2 separate regions of the Mus musculus genome follow, and region 1 is linked to region 2. A link is a contact called in public Hi-C data. All regions are on one chromosome and are shown on one strand. Each heading gives the region's core, a stretch centred on a gene start, on an enhancer-like site or on the middle of the called end of the contact. The rest is flanking DNA. Distances are from core to core; before and after follow the strand shown. Region 1 holds the start of Baiap2 (brain-specific angiogenesis inhibitor 1-associated protein 2). Region 2 holds the start of Mfsd11 (major facilitator superfamily domain containing 11).

What was found. A called contact is a pair of places that touch in the nucleus more often than the background predicts.
Region 1: a Hi-C map of CD4 T cells shows a contact between it and region 2, with 6 times the contacts expected there. The contact joins the promoter of Baiap2 here to the promoter of Mfsd11 in region 2.

Annotation. Positions count from the first base shown.
Region 1 is chr11:119,941,018-119,945,082 of GRCm38.p6, reverse strand. Baiap2 (brain-specific angiogenesis inhibitor 1-associated protein 2) reads right to left here and starts at 1,991. Exons shown (of 14, transcript NM_130862.4): 1 at 1,835-1,991. The coding sequence starts at 1,888. Gm11767 (a long non-coding RNA gene) reads left to right here and starts at 1,989. Exons shown (of 5, transcript XR_001780400.2): 1 at 1,989-2,501.
Region 2 is chr11:116,851,513-116,855,725 of GRCm38.p6, reverse strand. It overlaps Mfsd11 (major facilitator superfamily domain containing 11), which reads right to left and starts at 1,726. Exons shown (of 13, transcript NM_178620.4): 1 at 1,553-1,726; 2 at 1,028-1,083. The coding sequence starts at 1,648. Srsf2 (serine and arginine-rich splicing factor 2) reads left to right here and starts at 2,632. Exons shown (of 3, transcript NM_011358.2): 1 at 2,632-3,158; 2 at 3,395-3,705. The coding sequence starts at 2,797. The coding sequence ends at 3,698.

The DNA of each region.
Region 1 (4,065 bases), core at 742-3,241, 3.1 Mb before region 2:
TCTCATCACCTCATGTTCACATGGAAGGTTCACCAACCACTGCCCCACCAAACCCACAGTAATTCCATTCTAAGCTCCCAGCCTGCTAGCCCTCAATCAGTGCCATGATCCAGATCTTCTGGATCCAGATTCTCTGCCACTGCAACAGCTCTGACTGGACATCCAGATGAATTACAGCAGCATGTGAGTGAAGCCTGAAGCCGTTACGTGCAGGCTGACTGCCCGGGCATGAGTTTTACTAAGGAGAACCATGGGACTCTCCAAAGCAAAGCTACTCCTCATACCCTGCGTGATTCTCACCATGGAAGTTCCTCTTTAACGATTTCAGTAAAGAAGCAAGAAAACCAGACTGTGACCAGTATTTCTTTTCCCATTCCCCTGCAGTACAAAGCAAACTGTAATGGAACTAATGACTAATAATTTAATAAACCTCCCTCTCCCGACAGCATGTGCTTCCGCAGACCAACAAGAGGGGAACATATACCATGGAGTCTACAGATACTAAACATAAAGAACAAAAGGCTGTTCTCAATCTTGTTTGCCGGCAGCTTGAACATGGTTTTAGAGCTCCTTCAGCCCCTACACCCACCTTCAAGGTTCCTCCAGACCCATGTAACTACAACTCTAAAGCCTTTATTAAATGATGAATTAAAGTATAATCTGCCCCCGGGACTCCAGCTGAAACCTAAGCAGCCACCCTGGAGGCTTCCATCTGCTGTAGGCAACAGAGCAAGCACAGCTATGAGGGTTTCACAGGCCATTGCCTAGAAAGGCACAACCATGGTTGGTTCATACAATCAGAAACTGTTGCTCTCGAGCAGAGCACAATCCCATTTAGCCATGAACCAGCAACTCCATGTGAAAACCTAGTGGCTGGTGGAAAGCCTTTCACTCACCCTTAAGACAGTTTTGAAATAAAGCACAGCTTTGTAAAGAGGACTGCCATGCACAGGGCAGGGCAGGAATTTCTCTCTTGAAAAAAAAAATGTCACTGAGAACTGCAGCGGACCTGATGCCATCAGGGAGCCCCAGGCTGTGCTGTTGAGGGTAAGGGGCCAGGGCTGTGAGAACCCATGGTGAAGAAATAGGAAATGGCCCGTCCATCTGTACCCAAAGCATGGACATAACATGACACCAGGGGGCTTGCACAAGGCTCTGCAGTTCTTCCATGAGAAACTGTCATTTCACAGATTAGTATGTGAATGCGAGACTCTTAACACATATCAGAAGCAAAAGCAGGCGCGTCAGCCTCCTACACAATTAGTCTTCTCCCTCTGCGGTTACATAAGATGATGGATTATCTGTCCACCCATCCAACCTGTCCGAGCTCGACCTCCCACTTTGGGCCACGTCCATTAACACTCGTAAAGGAGTTGTGGAAAGGGAAAGCCTGTTGAAGAGAAAGTGCCCAGAGGCTGGCATAACAGCACCTAGAAGAGCCCCACGGTGCCACCGCGCCAAGCAAGCGCAGGGCGACCGCCCGCAGCAGCCTGCAACCTCCACGCCGCCCCCGCTCCTTGTTCCCCTCACTCTGGGATGCAGCGGACCAGGCCAGATCGCAGAGCAGCCCAGGCCCTGAACATCTCGGTCCCTCCGGACGCCAGGACAGACAGGCGTACTGAGGGAGCGCGCGGGGGCTGAGCGGCGCCGTCGGGGTGGGGGCGTCCACTCGTGCTCGGGGACGGCGCGGGCCGCGGCGGGCGTAAGGACCCTGGGCGGGCGCGGCCACCTGTGACCAACGGAAGATCGGTCCACCACACCCGCAGTCCGGGAGCCGGTGCCCTGCTCGGGCCTGAAGACCTAGGGGCGACTCGGAGCCGCGCTGGAAACTCACCTTGTAGACATTTTCCGTGAGCCGGTGCATCTCCTCCGAGCGTGAAAGCGACATGGTCCTGGGTCCCGGCTACACCACAGACCAGAGCAGGGGCACGGGTGGCGGTGAGGAAAGCGACAACTGCAGCAACAGGAAAAGGCGCGCAGACCAGGACCACAGAGCGCGGCGCCCGGCGGCCGCTGCTTTTATAGCCGCTGAAGGCCCCACCCCACAAAAACCCCGCCTCCGGGCCCCGCCCCCGCCGCGCCCGGATCACCGCCCCCGGCTGTCCGCCCCCGCCCAGCCTAGCCGCTGCTAGGCAACCGCCAGGCCCGCTCCTGCGCCGTCTTTTCTATTGGTAGATTTCGGAGGCGGGGGCGAAGGGCGGAGCTAGAGGAGGGACTCGGAGGCCGGCTCCGAGCGGCAATTGGTCGGCCGCTGGGAGGCGGAGGCGCGGCGCGCTGAGGCCCTGGAGCTGCCTGAGGGGGTCGGAGCGACAGCCGGGCTGGGGGCGGAAAGCGGGGGCGGGGTGGCGCAGGAAGAGCTAGCGCGGGGTGTGGGCGGTGCGGGTGGCACCGGCGCGAGCGCGCGTGGAGGCGGCACTCGGGAGGCAGCGATCCGAGCTGCAGGCCCTCAAGGGTCCCTCAGGAGTGCGCGACAGGGGCCGGTGGCTCCCGCGCTATTGCAGGTGAGTCGGCGAGGCGTGCGTCGACCCTGGACGGTCTTCCGGAAGGGAGGAAACCCGGAGCCGGAGTAGGTGGAGACGGAGGAAGGTGCTGAACTCTAGCGGGAGAACCCTGAGCCCTGGAGGCAGGATCGGGACAGGGTGGGCCCTGGGGCGGGTGCTTGTGGTGGACTGGTGCTGAACGGAGGGTGGCGGCCGACAGTTGGGTCTAGAATTCCGGGAAGAGGACCCAAGAGAGGAGCGAGGGAGACGTGGAGCGAGTTCCATGGGGTGGTTCGGAAGGGAATTGGGGCGGGGGCGGGAGTTGGGTGGATAGCTCCGGGGGAGGAGCCTCTCAGCACAGCTTGGAATTGCCCAGTAGCTGATGGTTTAAGGAAGGGTAAGGCTTGGCTGAGAAAACTGACCAGGTTGGCACACGGGGTTCCAACGCGGTTCCCTTTGAAGAAATATTTACATCAATTAGACGAACAGAGAGGAATTATTTGCTTTACATTGTAAAACACCAGAGCTGAATGTTTCCTTTTAATTAAACATAACACTCCAGCATCCATTTCCTGGACAGCTGGTTACACCACTCCAACAACCCAGAGGACACAAATCCAAGGCGCGGCTGTCAAGCCTCAGCAGGGGACTCAGACGGCCCCTATTCACTTTGCTACATGTGTAAGGAGAAGGAATTCAGCCCACTGTCCTCTGTTTCCTTGTCGTCTATGTACATCTCTGTGTACATCTCTGTGTATCTGTCTTTTCTTGGGTTCTTCTTGTGACAGAAAGCCAGCTTAAACTAACTGGCTGTCAAATAAGGACTTGTCAATTACTGTTCACTGCGACTGGTTGGTTACAGCTGCCCCTTCATCTCACTTTCTAGTCCATTTAGACCAGCATGGTATGGTGCCTACTCAAGCACACACTGATCCCCTCACTGATCAGAAAGCCAACAAGGAGCTGTGCACTGGGGTAGAAGCAACTCCTCCATGCTTGCCCCAGGCCAAGGCCATGGAGGAGAACTAGAGGTGGAGGCTGGCAGCAAACACTTGGGGTCTGTCTGAAAAAGGGCAGAGAAGCTCCCCCAAGAAAAGTTCCCATGGCTTGGACCACTCCCCCTTCCACAACATCCCAAGACTCTTTCCTGGGCCTGCCTACCCATAGTCACCCCATTTCTGTGCTACATGGGTGGCAGACTCAGGTCTGTCCATGTCCCAGGCAGGAGGCTGGCCAGCTGCAGCAGAAACCCACAGTGGGAAGAGGGTGTCAGGACAGTGTCTCAAACCTGCCTGCAGCTCAGAGCTCTGTGACAATGGCCGTCCTGACAGGACTTGCTGGGGTTGGAAGGGGACAGGAGAGAGGAGTTGTGTTCCCTCCAGCTCTTTATTGGGGCTGACCATAGCCCGAGTTCAGACTTCAGCACGGAAGCCTTTCTGACCCTGGAAGCAGCTCCTTTAATAGTAGGGGGCACCAATGGTCAGAGGTCAGGTTGCTGAGTGGGTGGGCACACCATAAGCAGCATGCTCACAGATCAGCAAGACTCTGGCTCCAAGTGGATTAGGGGGCCACTCTTTCCCTGACT
Region 2 (4,213 bases), core at 477-2,976:
AAAAATCTTTTTTTGTTTTGTTTTGTTTTTTTGAGACAGGGTTTCTCTGTATAGCCCTGGCTGTCCTGGAACTTACTCTGTAGACCAGGCTGGCCTTGAACTCAGAAATTCACCTGCCTCTGCCTCCCAAGTGCTGGAATTAAAGACGTGCGTCACTACTGCTCAGCTTCAGCATAAAAATCTTTGTTTTTTTTTTTTTTTTTTTTCTTTTTGTTGTTTTTCGAGAAAGGGTTTCTCTGTATAGCCTTGGCTGTCCTGGAACTCACTTTGTAGACCAGGCTGGCCTCAAACTCAGAAATCCGCCGCCTCTGCCTCCGAGTGCTGGCATTAAAGGCGTGCGCCACCACGCCCAGCTTCAGCATAAAAATCTTAAAGCTTCTGATGAAATTATAAATTGAGAATGAGATTACAAAGCCTCAAAAATCCAATGTTTCAACAACTACAGCACTGTTCAGGATTAGAACATGATTTTGACAAGACTTGCATGCATATTGAGCCAGAAGCACTATACTGCCTGCATAGCCATGATCTTAGTAAAGAACCTGGGGTCACAGAGCTAACTTGCTGAACGTAGCAAAGCATCCCAGTTCTGAAGCCAGGCTTTCAATCCCAAAGCCTCCTAATTCTACAGAAGACCTTTAGTCATCATCGTAAAAGAATTTACCATCACGCTTATTTATTTTGGGATTCACGGCATGCACCCCCATGCCTGCTCTGTAACTTTATTACTACATTTTAAAATTTATGTTTGTATGGTAGGAGAGTGTTCTCCTGCGTGGAAGACACATGAAAACCTGCAGGAGCTGGTTCTCTTCTTCCACCACGTAGGTTCTGAGGATTAATCCACGTACTCTGGGAGGTATGGGTCTGTATCTACTGATCTACCTGGGTGGCTCAAACCTCAGAAAAAGAGAGACAGATTTGACACAATCATGGCTACTCTTCAGTTACAACATGTTATTGCTGGTTTTCCTGAGATGGATGGAACTATGACATGCAAAATAAAGTCATGCACACAGTACAATACCTGGTATATCCACTGCCATGAAAATCTGTGCTATTTAAGCTCCTGATGACAGTTTGCTGTGTGGAAGATAAAACTAATCAACAAAAATGTCTTGCCATCTCCCTCCCCGCAGGAAAGTCTAAATACTCAAAAAAAATGTTATGATCCACACCTCTCACCCAAGCCCACCATGAGAGGAGAAAAAAACCGACTCAATTGCCGCAGAAGATATACTCGAGATGGGGAAACAGATAATCAACTGTACCCACAAGCCACCCAAGCACTAAATACAGAGTTTAACATTCACAAAAATTAAAGTAACTATGGTCCATACTCAAATTGCAAGCCGCATCTGAGTATTAAACGAAAGTGTTTAACACCACGTAAACGCGAAATATCTGATACACAAAATTAAGAAAACGAGAAAGGGTAGGCTGAAAAACAGGAGGTGCAATCTTGGCGTGGTAGCGGACATAAACGTTTATTGTCACAGCTGGAATGCATTCAGACGGGCATTCAAAGGAAGGAGTACAGATTCCAACTCACCGCCACATTTCCACAAGTCTGAAAGGCGGTGAACATAAACATAAAGGCAACTCCTAAAATAACGATGTTGAAAAGCTTTTTAGACTCCGGGGACATTTTGGCTCCGCTTGCTCAGAGGCCAGCAGCGGCCCAGGACAGTCACCTCTTCTCCTCCAGTCGAACCCCCTGACAGCCCTGAGGGAAGAAACCAGATGAGAGAACCACGAAGCCAGACTGCCGATTTCCAATCTTGGGATGGGAATCGTGGGTTTAAGGGAAATCTCTCCCCACCGGTACAGTCGGGACCCTCCGGGGACGCGACCGAGTGCAGAGGAGACCCGGGGTCTACCCGCCGCAACTCCAGTTGCAGGGAACGGGATCCGGGGCAAGGACGAGCAGTAGCAGCTGCTGGGGCCCGCCCTCCCGGCCTGACTCACAGCAGATCACGAGACCGGTCAGCTGACCAGAGTCTGGTCGCAGCGCCCGCCGGGAAATGTAGTCCCGGCGCCCCGTGGGGGGAGGGGAGGGTACGGCCGCACGCTGTGGCTAGCGCGTACTTTAGGTCTACACTACCCGTCCCTTCGTAGAGAGCAAAGGCCCCGAGAAGTGAAACCAAGGCAGCGAGCCTCAGTCAGGAGCGGCGGGAGAGGGGAACGTGAGGTGGCCCCGGGACACAGAGAGGCAAAAGAGAGCGCAAGAACCGGCTCTGACAGGCGGGACTGAAGGCTGGGCGGAACGGCGCGTGGAGCCCGGGCATTGGCGTGGGGAAGGGGCGGGGCTCTGGTGGGGCGCGCTTCCTCTTTCTCCCTCCATAGAGCCTCGTTCTTCCCCTTCCCCGCGCTCTCGCGGACGCACCCACGGTAGAGCATTTGGCGGGCTTTCTAACTGCCTTCTCTGGCTGCTCCCCCGCCCCACCGCAGTGACTGCGCGCTTTCCGCCCGCCCGCCGCGCGGTGCGCAGGCGCACCTGGGAGGGGCGGGGCGCGCGGCGGCGACGTTACGCAACACGGCCGAATGGGCCAATCAGGAGATTCATTTCCGGGTGGCGCGGGCGCCATTTTGTAAGGGTGGGTATAAATGCGCGCTGGGGCCCGCCCGCTCGCTTAGTTGCTGCTCAGGCGTCCGTCAGGTTCGGGTGCTCTGCGGCGGCCTTGCGGCTCCCTCCCTACCCACGAGGACTGTAGCTACCGAGCGCCTGACGGAGCTGCGTTTCCGGAGAGCGAGGGCCTGTCCGGGGCGTTAGGGTCTCGGCGCCGCTTCGCAGCCATGAGCTACGGCCGCCCGCCTCCCGATGTGGAGGGCATGACCTCCCTCAAGGTGGACAACCTGACCTACCGCACCTCGCCCGACACCCTGAGGCGCGTCTTCGAGAAATACGGGCGCGTCGGCGACGTGTACATTCCGCGGGACCGCTACACCAAGGAGTCCCGGGGCTTCGCCTTCGTCCGGTTCCACGACAAGCGCGACGCCGAAGACGCCATGGACGCCATGGACGGGGCGGTGCTCGACGGCCGCGAGCTGCGGGTGCAGATGGCGCGCTACGGCCGCCCGCCCGACTCGCACCACAGCCGCCGGGGCCCGCCACCCCGTCGGTACGGCGGCGGCGGCTACGGGCGGCGGAGCCGCAGGTGAGCGGGGCCCGGGGCGGAGCGGGAGGCGGACGGGCACAAAGGTACGCGGAGCACGTGGAGCCAGCCCCTCCCTCGCGGCCGGGGTGGCAGCAGGGCCGGGCCACTCCGTGCGAGACCCCGCCTCGCGGCAAGGGAAATGGCGCCTGGCAGCCAGATAATGGCGGCGGGGCGGGCGGGGCGGGACCGGCGGCCTGCAAGCTCACCCTGTCGCTTCGTTCACGTCCCACTCGCAGCCCTCGGCGACGCCGGCGCAGCCGATCTCGAAGCCGGAGTCGGTCCAGGTCGCGAAGCCGCTCCCGCTACAGCCGCTCCAAGTCTCGGTCCCGCACTCGCTCGCGCTCCAGATCAACCTCCAAGTCCAGATCTGCCCGAAGATCCAAGTCCAAGTCCTCCTCCGTCTCCAGATCCCGCTCGAGGTCAAGGTCCAGGTCGCGATCGAGAAGCCCTCCGCCCGTGTCGAAGCGAGAGTCCAAGTCTAGGTCGCGGTCCAAGAGCCCACCCAAGTCTCCAGAAGAAGAGGGAGCAGTTTCTTCCTAAGAAAATGGTAATGTCTGCGGGAATCTGAGACACGCCCTAACTCCCGTGGGGTATGGAGTAGGTTTTTTGAGCCTTGTTAGCATAAAGACTCCTGGTGTTAAGAGTACTACTGCTCTGAAGTTACTCAGCTTTGGGAGTGATGCTGAAGAGGGGTCTGCAGAGAGGATTGTGTAAAGCTTAGATAGTAATGGCTGTTTCATGCTGTTTGAGACCTATTAATGAAAATGACTATTTCTTGCTGTTTTTATCCAACGTCTGCATTTTCCCCCTTTAAAGCTGCGGTCTCCTGTTTTATCAAAGAATATTGGCCAGTATTGCAGATTTTAACTGATTTGGCTGATCCTCCAGGGACCAGTTTCTGTGGGCGTGTATTGGAGCAGGTTTGTCTTTAAATGTTAAAGATGCACTATCCTCATAGAGAAAAACATTCAGTGCAACTGTTGTTGTGCTGACTGGGACTTCTTACTCTAATGGATGTGGCAAAGGAATTGCAATTAAGAAGCAATGAACTTTTG